Linked DNA regions of Ovis aries: region 1 is linked to region 2. Evidence: chromatin contacts called from public Hi-C data. All regions are on one chromosome and are shown on one strand. Each heading gives the region's core, a stretch centred on a gene start, on an enhancer-like site or on the middle of the called end of the contact. The rest is flanking DNA. Distances are from core to core; before and after follow the strand shown. Region 1 overlaps CDNF (cerebral dopamine neurotrophic factor). Region 2 overlaps FAM107B (family with sequence similarity 107 member B).

Region 1 (6,482 bases), core at 1,613-4,112, 240 kb after region 2:
TCGTATATAAAGCTATTTTAGGATAACTCATGATCTATCAGCTTTCCTGTCCATGGAATCATACTTGTTGCAAAATGGGGACCTATGCAGTGTTCCTAAAACAAATAGCACCACATCCTAATCGCTACTTTTAAGGCAAAAATAAAGGAATCAAGAGGCTGGTGCCTTGGGATGGCCTTGTGTGTGGCCAACTGAAAGCATGGATTGTAATTTACTAGAAAGTATGGTTCACTTTCTCTTTTAGTTTTTTTTTTTTTTAAATGTGGACCATTTTTAAAGTCATTATTGAATTTGTTAAAATATTGCTTGTTTTATGTTTTTTTTTTTTTTTGGCTGTGAGGCATGTGGTATCTTAGCTCCCCAACCAAGGACTGAACTTGTACCCTCTGCATTGGAAAGTGAAATCTTAATCACTAGGCTGCCAGGGAAATCCCATGGTTCAGTTTTTATAGAAAGATATGTCTGAGGTAAAACGGGTGAGCATATAAATCACAAAGCACTAATACAAATTAGTTTTTATACAAATTTAAAGAATTTAAATACAATTTTAAAATATAAATTTAAAGAATATAAATACAATATAAAGAATTTTAGCTAGTTTTAAAATACAAATTTAAAGAAACACAAACACATGAATGAAATTAGGAGCATTCTCACCAATCCTTAGCTATTCTGGATCTCAGCTTAAACTCACCTGATTTCCCCTCCCCTACTGAGATCACCAAGCCACACAGAGTTGATTTACAGTCCTTTGGGGTATACCAACTTCTCTAATGCTGGTGCTTCTGTACCAGCCAATCTGGTTCCTAACATTCTTGCCAATAGTATCTGTCACCAGCATCTAACTCCTCTAGCAAGACTACTGTTTCCCTATTTACAGATTATCTTCAGAGAACTCAGCTACTGCTCTATTGCCAAGCCCAACAATAGAAAAAAACAATTAAGCTCATCTATAATATACTCATGACTATGATTTCTGTATCAGAAAGGGGCAGTTTTTCTCTTTCAAAACAAAGTGTCCCTCCCCACCTCCCCAGCCACTAGGTGGATGCTTGCTTATAGCTACAGCACTTCAGTTGACTTATTCAACTATTAGTTCTGGGACTTCTCTGGCTGTCCAGTGGTTGAGACTACACACTTAGCTCCCCAACCAAGGATTGAACTTGTACCCTCTGCATTGGAAAGGAAAATCTTAATCACTGCAAGAGGCATAGATTTGATCCTGGGTCAGGGAACTAAGATCCCACATGCTGCATGGTGTAGCTAAAATATTTTTTAAAAATTAGTGGCATCCTAGGACTTTTTTGGTTTGACATCTTCTGAAGCACTTCTTTTTACACCTACATGAAAGAACATGGCATTTAAAAGCCTTTTAATAACCTAACAGAGCTGTCAAGTGACTTATCAAAATTTTCCAATAAGTGTATCCTAATTTAAAAGTTGAATTTTAGACTTAGGAAAAAAACTTAATCAAGGCGGTCAAAGATCTGTACACAGAAAATGTCAAGACTTGGATGATAGAAATTGAAGAATACACGAACAAATGGAAAGAGATCCCATATTTATGGTTTGGAAGAATTCAGAATGTCCATACTGGACTTCCCTGGTGGTTCAGTGGATAAGAATCCACCTGCCAATGCAGGGGACACAGTTTCAATCCAGGAAGACTCCACAGGCCACAGAACAGCTGAGCCCATGGGCCACAACCATTCAGCCTCTGCTCCAGAGCACAAGTGCAACTGCCAAGCCTGTGCACTGCGATTACTGAAGTCCACATGCCTGGAGCCTGTGTTCTGCAACAGGAGGCGCTCAGCATTTGAGTATGGCGTGCTTAATCATGTCTGACTCTTTGTGACCCCATAGGCTAGCCCACCAAGCTCCTCTGTCCACGGGATTTGCCAGGCAAGAATACTGGAGTGGGTTGCCATTTCTTACTCCAGGAGATCTTCCCCACCCAGGGACTGAACCAGGTTTCCTGCGTCTCCTTCATTGGCAGTTGGATTCTTTACCACTGCGCCACCTGGGAAGCCCTCTGCAACAAGAAAAGCCACCGCAATGGGAAGCCTGCACACTACAACTAGAGAAAAGTCCGAATAAAGCAGCAAGACCCACAGCACAGCCCAAAATCAATAACATGAAGTGTTTTTTTAACTAAATGTCTATACTATCCAAAACTATCTATAAAACCAATGTAATCCCTACTAAAATGCCAGTGGCACTTTTGCAGAGATAGGGGAAAAAAAAGTCCTAAAATTTGTATGGAATCACAAAGGACCCCGAATAGTCAAAGCAGTCCTGAGAAAGAACAAAATGGTGAAGACAGTTAATAATGCTGTATTGTATATTTGAAAGTTGCTAAGAGAGTAGAGCTTAAATAGTCTCAGCACAAAAAGGAAGGGTAATTAGATGATATAATGGAGCTGTTTGCTAACCATCACAATTGGTAATTACATGATAATGGTGGAGATATTAGCTAACATGGTAATCATATTATACTATATAAGTTTATCAAATCAACATATTTTATACCTTAAACTTACACACTTTGATATGTTAATTATATCTCAGTAAAGCTGGAAATAAATCAAAATTGTATATAGAGCCTTTTTTATTTGGAGGGTCATTACACTCTGTGCTGCAGAAAATTCTTCCATTCGTGTGTGTGTGTGTATTTTGAATTTAAACTTTTTATTTTAATTGGTGTGTAGCCAATTAACAATATTGTGATAGTGTCAGGTGCATAGGAGAGGGACTCTGCCATACATATACATGTATTCATTTCTCCCCAAATTCCCCTCCCATCCAGGCTGCCACATGACGTTGAGCAGAGTTCCCTGTGCTATACAGTGGGTCCCTGTTGGTTATCCATTTTAAATATAGCAGTGTGTAAATCTCAATAACAACCTCCCTAACTATCTTTTTCCGCCACCCTTCCTCCACTGGTAACCATAAATTCAAGAATCTTTACAATTTTTAATAATGATTCCTATTCTTTTAAAAAAACAGAGAAAGCAGAAACATCCTCTCAGGTTCAAAACCAAATAACACCTTCCTGATTGAAAACATATTCCAAATCTACACTTACCTTGTTTTTTAATTTCATGGTTGATATGACAGAATAATACCTTTTAAGAGAACCTTTTATAGCCCAGATTTTAGTACTCCACAGCTCAAAGGCCCTTGTTCAATATCAACTTTTTCACCAAAAGGAAGCTGGGAAAAATTTAGAGCTAGTGGTCTATTCAAGATAAATAGTGGAAGGAGAAAATTACTTTCTTTTAGGTGCTGGTAGTTTCTTCAGGTTATTCTGGAGAACTTATCATTTGATATCAATTTAAAAAGAAAATTCTCTATGGCACCCTAAAGCTACAGGGGAAAGGTTGATACCAAAAGTAAATCCAGTCCATGGCTCCCCAGGGGCCTCTAGTGGCCAGCATTGCTGAAACATTAGTGAAGTATTCATTCCTTCTCAATACTATTTGATGAATTTTTCTATTATTCAAGGAGCCCAGTAAGATACCTTGCTCATAGCAGAAATTATTCCAAAGAAATGTGCTAAACAAAAGAATCAGTACAGTTTTGTCCCTTTGGGGACTGTTTTTCCTACGGACTCAGTGATTCCTCCTTCTACTTCATTACTTGGAAGCTAAGAAAAAGATGCTAGTCCATCATCACCACCCTGGAAGTTAGGGCTTGCCCTTGCCCAGCTGAGAAACAGGTTGTCTTTGATATCTTCCAGACATTAAACCTTTTTAAAGCCAGATGTGCAGCTATGGCGCACAGGCATATTACACAGCTATGTTGGAAAATAAGACTAAAATATTAATGATTCAGAGTTGGGTACTAATTACTTAGGTAGTTTAAAATACTACGCCATGTATGTAATGTGAAAACAATGACATAAACAAAAGAAATGGACTTCTCCTGGTGGAACTGGAGGGGTTAAAGGATGGGCTAAAGGCGGAATTCCCCAGCCTTCTATAAGTCCTATCCATCTACCCCAAAGGCTGGCCCAGATACAAATTATCTGTATGAGAATAGATATATGTATGTAAAATTTATAAGGCCAAGGATAACGTTTTAAATAGGACATCTTCCTTTTCTGGCTGTTTATTTTCAGCACTCTTGATAAGTCTATTTCATCAGCCAAAATCTGATTTAATGTGATTAACCTATTTCCTAAAAGTTAAACCTGGCAGAGTGATAGACTTAGGAAGAATGTTAGAGCCCCATTTAAAAGTTCAGGGTCCTTACATTACCTTTGAGTAGATGCACCTTTGGTCTTGATAGGTTCGTAAAGTCGTTCAGTCGTGTCTGACTCTTTGTGACCCCATGGACTGTAGCCCACCAGGTTCCTCCATCCATAGAATTTTCTGGGCAAGAGTACTGGAGTGGGTTGCCATTTCCTTCTCCAGGGCTTAATAGGTTACCAAGAGCTAATTCACCATGAATAGCTGCTCCCTTGAATTTTTTTTTTTAATTGGCCATACCACATGGCATGTGGGATCTTAGTTTCCTGATCAGGGATTCAACCCATGCCCCCTGCATTGAAAGGGCAGAGTTTTAACCATTGGACCGCCAGAGAAGCCCCTCCCTTGATATTTTGAACTTTTCCTTGACATATGTAGTTGAAAATGTCTTGGTGATTAAAGAGTTTAAATTTTGCCATTTGGGTGGGCAGTTTCACCTAATGCTGATTGTGCCAGAATTCATTTTTCTTTCCTGAAAGAAGCTCAGACAACACAGGACACCATCCAGTAGCCCAGCATCCTATTAGCAAGTGTAGAATTCCTTTCCTTCTAACACTGTTTAGAAACCTGGCCCCATGCTTAGGGAACTGGCAATACATTGGACATTGGGGGCAGGGGGGGGAACATTAAACTCCATTATACCATATTTCAGCTCACAGATCTGACTGTCCATCTTCTTCAGCTTCTCACAAATCTTCACTGCAGGCATGTGCACACTCATCGGGCGAGTGACCTCACTTAGGATCTTAGTAGCGGCATCTTTTGTTGCTCCTAGATAGTAGCACTGAAGGGGAACAAAGAGAATTTAGGGTCCCAGACACTGGAAAAAGCAAGCAGTATAATTTCCAGAAGTGAGAAAGAGGTTAACCTAGTTTTCCCGGGCCAGGTCTTAAACTTAACCCCTACTCACTAAGACGTGAGAAAACAATGACTCCATTCCCATGATCAGCCTAATTTGAAGAGCCCTGAAATTCACATTAAACTTAAAGACCAATGATGAGAGATAACAGTTGCTAAATGTTTTGTCTGTATCAGATGCTGCTCTCAGGGCTTTAAAGGTATTGATGTATTTATTTCTCATACCAAGGCTGTGACATTAGTACTAGAACTTTCCCTATTTCACACCCAAGCCAACTGGAGGTCACCCAACCGGCAAGTAGAAGAGACTGAATCAATTCAAAAATCTAGCCTTCTGGCTCTGGGGTCCATGCCCTGTTCCATCCTGTTGTACTGCCTTTCAAGCTACCTGAAAAACATTTTACATTTAAAAATATAAACCTTAATGGTGCAGACAAATGCTGAGATTTGTATAGTGTGTCAGTGGTAAGCAGTTAACAAGGCAAATTTAACTGACAAATTCAATACAACAATTTTAGGCAAAGCAAATTGGCCCAAGATTGTCTTTAGTGCTATAAAGACAGTATATTGGAACAAGTCATTTGTGTTTACCCAGGAAACACCATTTCAAGATAATAAAAATACTTCATTAATTATGCATAAATAATGATGTAAAAATATTTTGATAGGTTTCACTAATTGTCTTCACTAGAAATGTAAAGTCTACCCACACTTAACTCAGGACACTAAATAAATTCTCATTAGGAATTCAATTGTATAGTAAATAATTTCATTTAAGAAATCATGGAATTGGTTGCCTATGTTTTTTCCAAAAAGCCAGATGAAACCAGACATATTGTAGGTGAAAATACATTGACTCCATTTTCCTGAAAGATCAATTTTTGCTGGCCTTCTACAGGGAACATGCTTGGGGCAAGCATCCAAACAGGAGAACATTAAACTCAAGATGAAACAGCAGTTTTCTCCCAGAACAGGAGGGAAATGAAAGGTGAAAATTTACCATACCAGGCGGTTTTCTTTTCCTTTGACATCCAAGCAAAAGTTGATTAATTCCTTTTCTATGGTGTCCAGGGAAAAGTTGACTCCTCTGGCTATCAAGGAGTTGTAGAATCGACTCAAGAATTCTTGACATACTATAAGGAACAAAGAAATTATGTATTTGTGTATTTATGTACAGTGTCACCACTACCACACCTATGTACATGTCCCTCCCACCAAATAAAAAAGTATGATTCAACGCATCGTGACAACAAATTCATATTATAAGTAAGAATGGTTTGGGGTCTGTACCTATTCGCTTAGTATTGGGCCTTGAATAACATAAGTTTATTGGATCAATCCAGTCTGTGAAACCAAGTTCCACTCTCAAATATG
Region 2 (6,120 bases), core at 1,046-3,545:
GCCTCACTACAGCAGAACATCTGATAGTGGGACTTCCCTGGAAAGTCCAGAGTACATGCGTGTTAATTCTCTGGCAAGAGCCATGCCCCCGGATGGAACAGGGATCTGAGAAGAGGGCAAGGGCAGGAGTGAGGATCCCATATGAACAGGCTCACACCCAGCACTGCCCCCTGTCCCCACCTCTCCAGGTGAGTCAAGAGAGTGGTCCCCCTCCCCTGCATCCTCAGAGCCCCAGCAGCACCATGCAGATGTATTTCCGGTACAAGAAGCATCCGTACACCTGGGAGGGCTTCCCCAGTGGCTCAGTGGTAAAGAGCCTGCCTACCATCACAGGAGACACGGGTTTAATCCCTGACCTGGGAAGATCACCTGGAGAAGGAAATGGCAACTCACTCCAGCATTCTTGTCTGCAGAATCCCATGGACAGGGGAGCCTGGCAGACTGCGGTCCACAGGGCCACAAAAGAGTCAGACACGACTGAGCGAGTGAGCACTCGTGCACACACACGCCGTAACCATACATGTCTGTCTAGTCTGTGAAAGGGCCAGAAACACTTTGTCTCCAGCTTTAAATCCGAGGGTCCAGCCAAGTGTCTGGCACATGGCACAAGCTGAATAAACTTTGAACTTAATCAAATCTGTAATAAACAGAAAGAAGACAGAGCCCCTGTGAGCAAGCTCCTGGATGGAAGACAGACTCCATCTTTATTTCTGCCCATGAAATCAATGCCCCAAGCAAATACCCAAGTGAAAGAGAGAGAGAGAGAGAGTGTGTGTGTGTGTGTGTGTGTGTACACACGGGGCAGGGTTGCAGGCAGGAGAGACGTGGCTATGTGCTTCCATGGACTCTGGCATGGGGGTGGGGGAGTGGGGGTATAATCGAAAAGAATAAAGATGCAATCTCAAGTAGAATTTAGAAATAAGTAAAACGGGTCCAGAGGCCAGTAGCTACAAGTAGGAGTCTTGGGTCTCAAAGTCATCAGTGATGTTTCCTGAATCTCTGAACTGTCCTCAACAGCAGCCAACAATTTCCCAACACTTTAGATACAGCACCTGTGGGTACGTGATCACACCTGATCCCAGTGACAGTCCTATGAACAGAAGCACTAGAATCTTTATTTCACAGACAATAAACAGAGGAATAAAAGTTAAAATAACTTGCCTAAGCTAATTTTGCCAATAGTGTAAATCTCAGACTTGAAAAAAAAAAAAGAAAATTAACACTCTCTGATCTGAAAACTCATGTTCTGTCTCCCAAATTACAATTTTTCCTATTTTTAATAGAAAGATCTTTTGAAAATTAACATGAAATAAAGAGGGAAAAAGAATAAATTAAATCAACTAAAACAGAAACACTGTGGCTGCATCATTTATGTATTTTAGGTATACATGCACGGCCAAGCAATAATACACACGTATCTAACAGACTGGGCTTCCCTAGTAGCTCAGTTAGTAAAGCGTCTGCCTGCAGTGCAGGAGACGCGGGTTCGATTCCTGGGTTGGGAAGATCCCCTGGAGAAGGAAATGGCAACCCACTCCAGTAGTCTTGCCTGGAGAATCCCATGGATAGAAGAGCCTGGCAGGCTACAGTCCATGAGGTTGCAAGAGTCAGAAACGACTTAGCAACTAAACCACCACCACCCCATCTAACAGATTAAACCAAATATTCCTTATATGCTACCTGCATTGATCTTTTAAAAGACAAGTATGTCTGCAGCCTCCCCCAAATGGAAACTCATGAATTGGGCCTGTCATAGGTCAGCGATCCCATCACATCAGCCTGACTATTTGAACTGGCCCCTCAGAGAATGCACTCCTTAGTGGAGACTGGAGAAGTGCCAGACAGACCTGCAGGCAGTCTTGATTTTGTTTAGAAGCCAACAGCAGTTTCATCTAGTTAATCAGTAGACAAGAAGGCAATGAGCTGCCATAAAAGGATTAGTCCCTCTGTCCTAAACCAAGGGTAATCTCCCCGACCTCACATCCAGATTCCTGCCTCCTGAGGTCAAGGTGTCAGCAGGGGAGGGGAGCCTGTAGACCTGGGGAGAAGAGTGTTCCAGACTCGGGGAATAAAGAGTCAGGAGCACGCCTGATGCATCTGAGGAAGGAGAGACATGAGTGAAGGTGGGGATGGAGGGGGACCAGTGGGGGCACCAGAGAGGGGTGGGATTCGATGCGGGGACTTGAAGGCCAGTGCCAGGGCTCTGGCTTTTGCCCTGAGTGACAGCAAAGAACCATTCAGGGCTCTGAACAGGAAGTGACGAGCTCTGACTCATGTGTCTGGACGATTATTCTAGCCGAGTGTAGGACGGGCCCAGCACAGCCAAGGAAAGACTCCAGGAGGCAGCTGTCAGGGGACCCAGGTGAGAGATGGGTGCAGCAGACCAGATGTCATTTCATTTCAGCCCTTGGGACTTCCTGAAGGACTGTACACCAGGAGTGAGACACACAGAGGGGTCGAGGGTGCCTCCAAGGGCTCTGGCCTGAGCAACGAGGACAGAGCTGCTGTGGTGGAGGCCGTGAGCACAGCAGACGGGAGTGAGGTCAGGAGCTCCCTTTGGGACATGCTGGGTTGGAGATGTCCCTGGACACCCGGGTGACTGAGGGCAAGCAGCTGAGGCAGTGAGGGGCCAGACCCTGGGGGGCTCCTTCCTGGTCTTACTAAGTGACTGCCAGGGTCTCTCACTTCACCTCTCCCACAACCCCCCAACCCTCCACTCCCACTATTCCCATGACAGGAGGCCACACAGATGCCCACTGCCCCTGGTTCCCAGAGGTCAGGGCTGGGGTACATTGTCTTGGGCCTTGGTGGCAAGAGACAGATTGAGCTTCCTGTGTACACAGTGAACAGACTTGAGTTCTGAGCCTAGAGAACAAGTTCTAGCTTGGATTCTTCTTCACCTTCTCTTAAGACTGGGGGCCTGAGGAGCCTCTCTTTTTCTACTGGCCTGAGACAGGATCGGCCTGTCTCCTGCTGGACAGAGGCAGACAGGCCACGGGTGGGCAGCGGCTGAGGGAGCTCTGCCCATAAACGAAGGCACAGACTTCTTCCTTCTTCTCTCTCCCTGGTTTGTCCTTCATCCAAGTGGAGACGGGAGAGGGGGCCCCAGCCTGAGTCAAGTGTACAGACCTCAAGCGAGACTGCAAACTAGTCTGAGGGGAAAGCTGTGGTCGCAGGGAGTGGACCACGCTGGGGTCTGGGAAAGGTCATGTATGAGAAGGAAGGTGGCCCTGAAAACTGTACACGACAGAGGCCCTGCACCCATGAGCTGCTCCCCACTCCTGTGTGGGTGCCCGCTCAGTCGCACGGCTGCGTCTGAGTCTGCAACCCCACGGACGGTAGCCCACCAGTCTCAGACTCTTGTCTGTGGAATTCTCCAGGCAAAAATACTGCAGTGAGTTGCCATTCTCTTCTCCAAGGGATCTTCCTGACCCAGGAATCGAACCCAGGTCTCCCGCACTGCGAGCAGATTCTTTACAGTCTGAGTTACCAGATACATTACACTGAGTCGAAGACTTATCCTTAAATGAAGGAACAGAATCCAGGAAGAACCACCAGGAGAGGGAGCCCCGGAGCTGCCTGGAGTCTCAAGCAACGCGGCTTAAAGCCTGAGCAACCAGTAATCCACAGCCCAGAAGGAAAGAGGAGACAGAAAAATGTCTGGAAGTAAAGGAACTTTGAAATGGGTATCAGTATTGCTACATGAAACCTTCTTCCAGAAATTAACATGAAGACACTCTTATCAGATACACGCGCCTGGACCAGTAACTGATTCACAAAGGGATTTTTTAAAAACTATCAAGTCAGTGAAGGAAAATGAGGGTCAGCTCAGTAGAGAAGCCCCCTTCATGTTCTCTCCGGTAACTTTTTTCTTTTTTTAAAAGCTTTTTCTTCTTTTAAATGATGGGGCCCATTAAATCTCTTTGCTGTTTGCTGGTGTGTTTGCTTGTTTTAATGATAATAAAGTATTCTTTACAATCCCCTAACTCACTGGGAAGTCTCCCTAGGTTTACTCACCCCCTCCCCTCATGTAATCCACAGTCGATGGTAACTTTCAATGGTTCTAAGACCCATTCATGCTACCAACATTAAGACCTTTCTGCAAAATGTGAAGTCTATCACACGCACGTGGAGTTCTGAATGGCTCTGGCTGCAGTGCAAGGCATGTACCAAGGAGACAGGGCTGATGTTGAGAAACTCTGATGCTGTTTTGAGGTCGAGGGGTTCAGTGAAAGATTTTAAGCTGAGGAATAAAAACACAGATTTGCATTTTAGACAGACACTAACACTGTACACTAAAAATGTAACCTGATGAGAATTCTGCCTTTGATTCCTGTGAATGAGCAAAATCATTACTAAACTCCACTGTCTCAGAAAAGAGAGGGGACTTCCAGCCTTATAGATGCCCTCTTGAGTCCTTCTTTGCATTTTTCCCCTTTTCAAAGGTTAACCGTGGGTCCAGGCCTCTGCTAGTCCCGGGTATTTTGTGTTGACTGCTTTTCAGAGGTGAATAACCATCCCCACAGAAAAATTCCACAACTGGATGAATAAACATTCACTGCATCTGGGTTTCCCATTAGACTATTCCTGGCTCCGGGAGTTCATTTTCAAATTTCTACATCACAAAGATAATTTTATTATTTTTTTGGTAGGGCTTGGGGGAATCTTAGTTCCCTGACCAGGGACTGAACCCAGATATTATTAGTTCATAGTCCTAGCCCCTGGGCCACCAGGGAATTCCCACAAAGATAAAAGCTAAAACTTAGTCCTCGGAGATATTGCAGGTTTGCTTCTAGACCACAATAAACTGAGTATTGAAATAAAACAAGTCACCCAAATTTTGGGGTCTTCCCTCATGGCTCAGCTGGTAAAGAATCCACCTGCAATCCAAGAGACTTGGATTCGATCCCTGGGTTGGAAAGATCCCCTGGAGAAGAGAAAAGCTACCCACTCCAGTATTCTGGCCTGGAGAATTCCACAGACTGTATAGCCCATGGGGTCACAAAGAGTCAGATGTGACTGAGCGACTTTCACTTCACTTCACCTCAGTACATATAAAAGTTTTATTTATACTATAAAATAAAACAATCCTCTGAGAGGAAAAAAATCAAAATTTACAGATTATGCTAAGTTCCATGTCCACCTCAATATTTAAAATCTCTCTAAAGCACTCATAAATGAATCCTTTAGAAAACAACACCTGAAACCTATCAGTGCATGCAGGTTACAGTTATACCAGAACCAAACCGAAGCTAAACAATTAAATGTTTGAAGTGCTGCAACTTCTGGAAAGTAATTCCCAGGAAGTTTTTAAGAGCATTTGTTTCCCAGGCTGTCTCTAAGAGATTTACTTGGAAAAATCCAAGTCACTTAAGTTTGCACGCCAGCCAAGGCCAGGCTCGGGTCAACCTGGAAGAGCAAGGACTGTCCCTGGAGCCACGGCAGTCTCCCTCAGCACCCACAGTTCCCAGAAGGGAGCCTGGTTGTGAGGAGGAAGGCCTTGAGAGAGCAGAAAGTGAGTTAAAATGGGAATTTCTCCCAAACACCCAAGGGCTTCACTTACAAAACTCCTGAGCCTGGGAACAACCTGAAGATTCAGTCTTGTTGACAGGAGACCATGGCACTATCTGGGACCCAAAGGCATCAGACAAGCGCCCAGATGACCTTCGTGGCCACAAACTCAACAAAGGCAGAAAAGTGACGCCGAACCAGAGCAATCCACGCGAGCTCAGAAATGTGGCTTTTCCAACTGTGCCGGGCCCACCGTTGCTGGAATTTCAGACTCGCAATAAACTGGCCACAGAGATGCTGCCACACGCTTGCCAAACAGTGACGCGCTTGGGAAAACACCAAACTCGTTTTCTCATCCCTGAAAAATGTATTTTTATATTAAAAAAAATATGGCACACATTTTATATTTAGAAGATGGGAACGAAGGCAAGAGAAACCTTGGGAAGACAGAACACGTGCCCATGTTTAAGATCTCAACTGGACCAAGTGAGACGGGACCAACCAGTAGGTGGCGATGGCTCCACAAATAACACGGTGTCCGTTTCCAGGATGACACCTGGTGGAGCAGGGCCACCTCACCCAGACTCTCAGCACTGTTAGCAAAAGCAT

Evidence for each region. Hi-C and Micro-C count contacts between places; a contact is called where the count stands out from the background.
Region 1: a contact with region 2 is called in a Hi-C map of tail adipose tissue, with 7 times the contacts expected there. The contact joins two enhancer-like sites. A contact is called at or near these places in 10 of 16 Hi-C or Micro-C datasets (blood, hypothalamus, liver and 4 more).

The regions. Positions count from the first base shown.
Region 1 is chr13:28,817,314-28,823,795 of ARS-UI_Ramb_v3.0, forward strand. It overlaps CDNF (cerebral dopamine neurotrophic factor), which reads right to left. Exons shown (of 4, transcript XM_004014237.6): 2 at 6,114-6,241; 3 at 4,893-5,034. Among named protein-coding and RNA genes, the nearest start is that of CDNF, 15 kb to the right of the region's middle. Within about 2 kb of position 2,863, at least 3 of the 54 cell types and tissues checked have an H3K27ac peak or open chromatin away from gene starts, as enhancers often do.
Region 2 is chr13:28,581,311-28,587,430 of ARS-UI_Ramb_v3.0, forward strand. The region is part of intron 2 of FAM107B (family with sequence similarity 107 member B); the gene reads right to left. Among named protein-coding and RNA genes, the nearest start is that of FAM107B, 54 kb to the right of the region's middle. Within about 2 kb of position 2,296, at least 10 of the 54 cell types and tissues checked have an H3K27ac peak or open chromatin away from gene starts, as enhancers often do.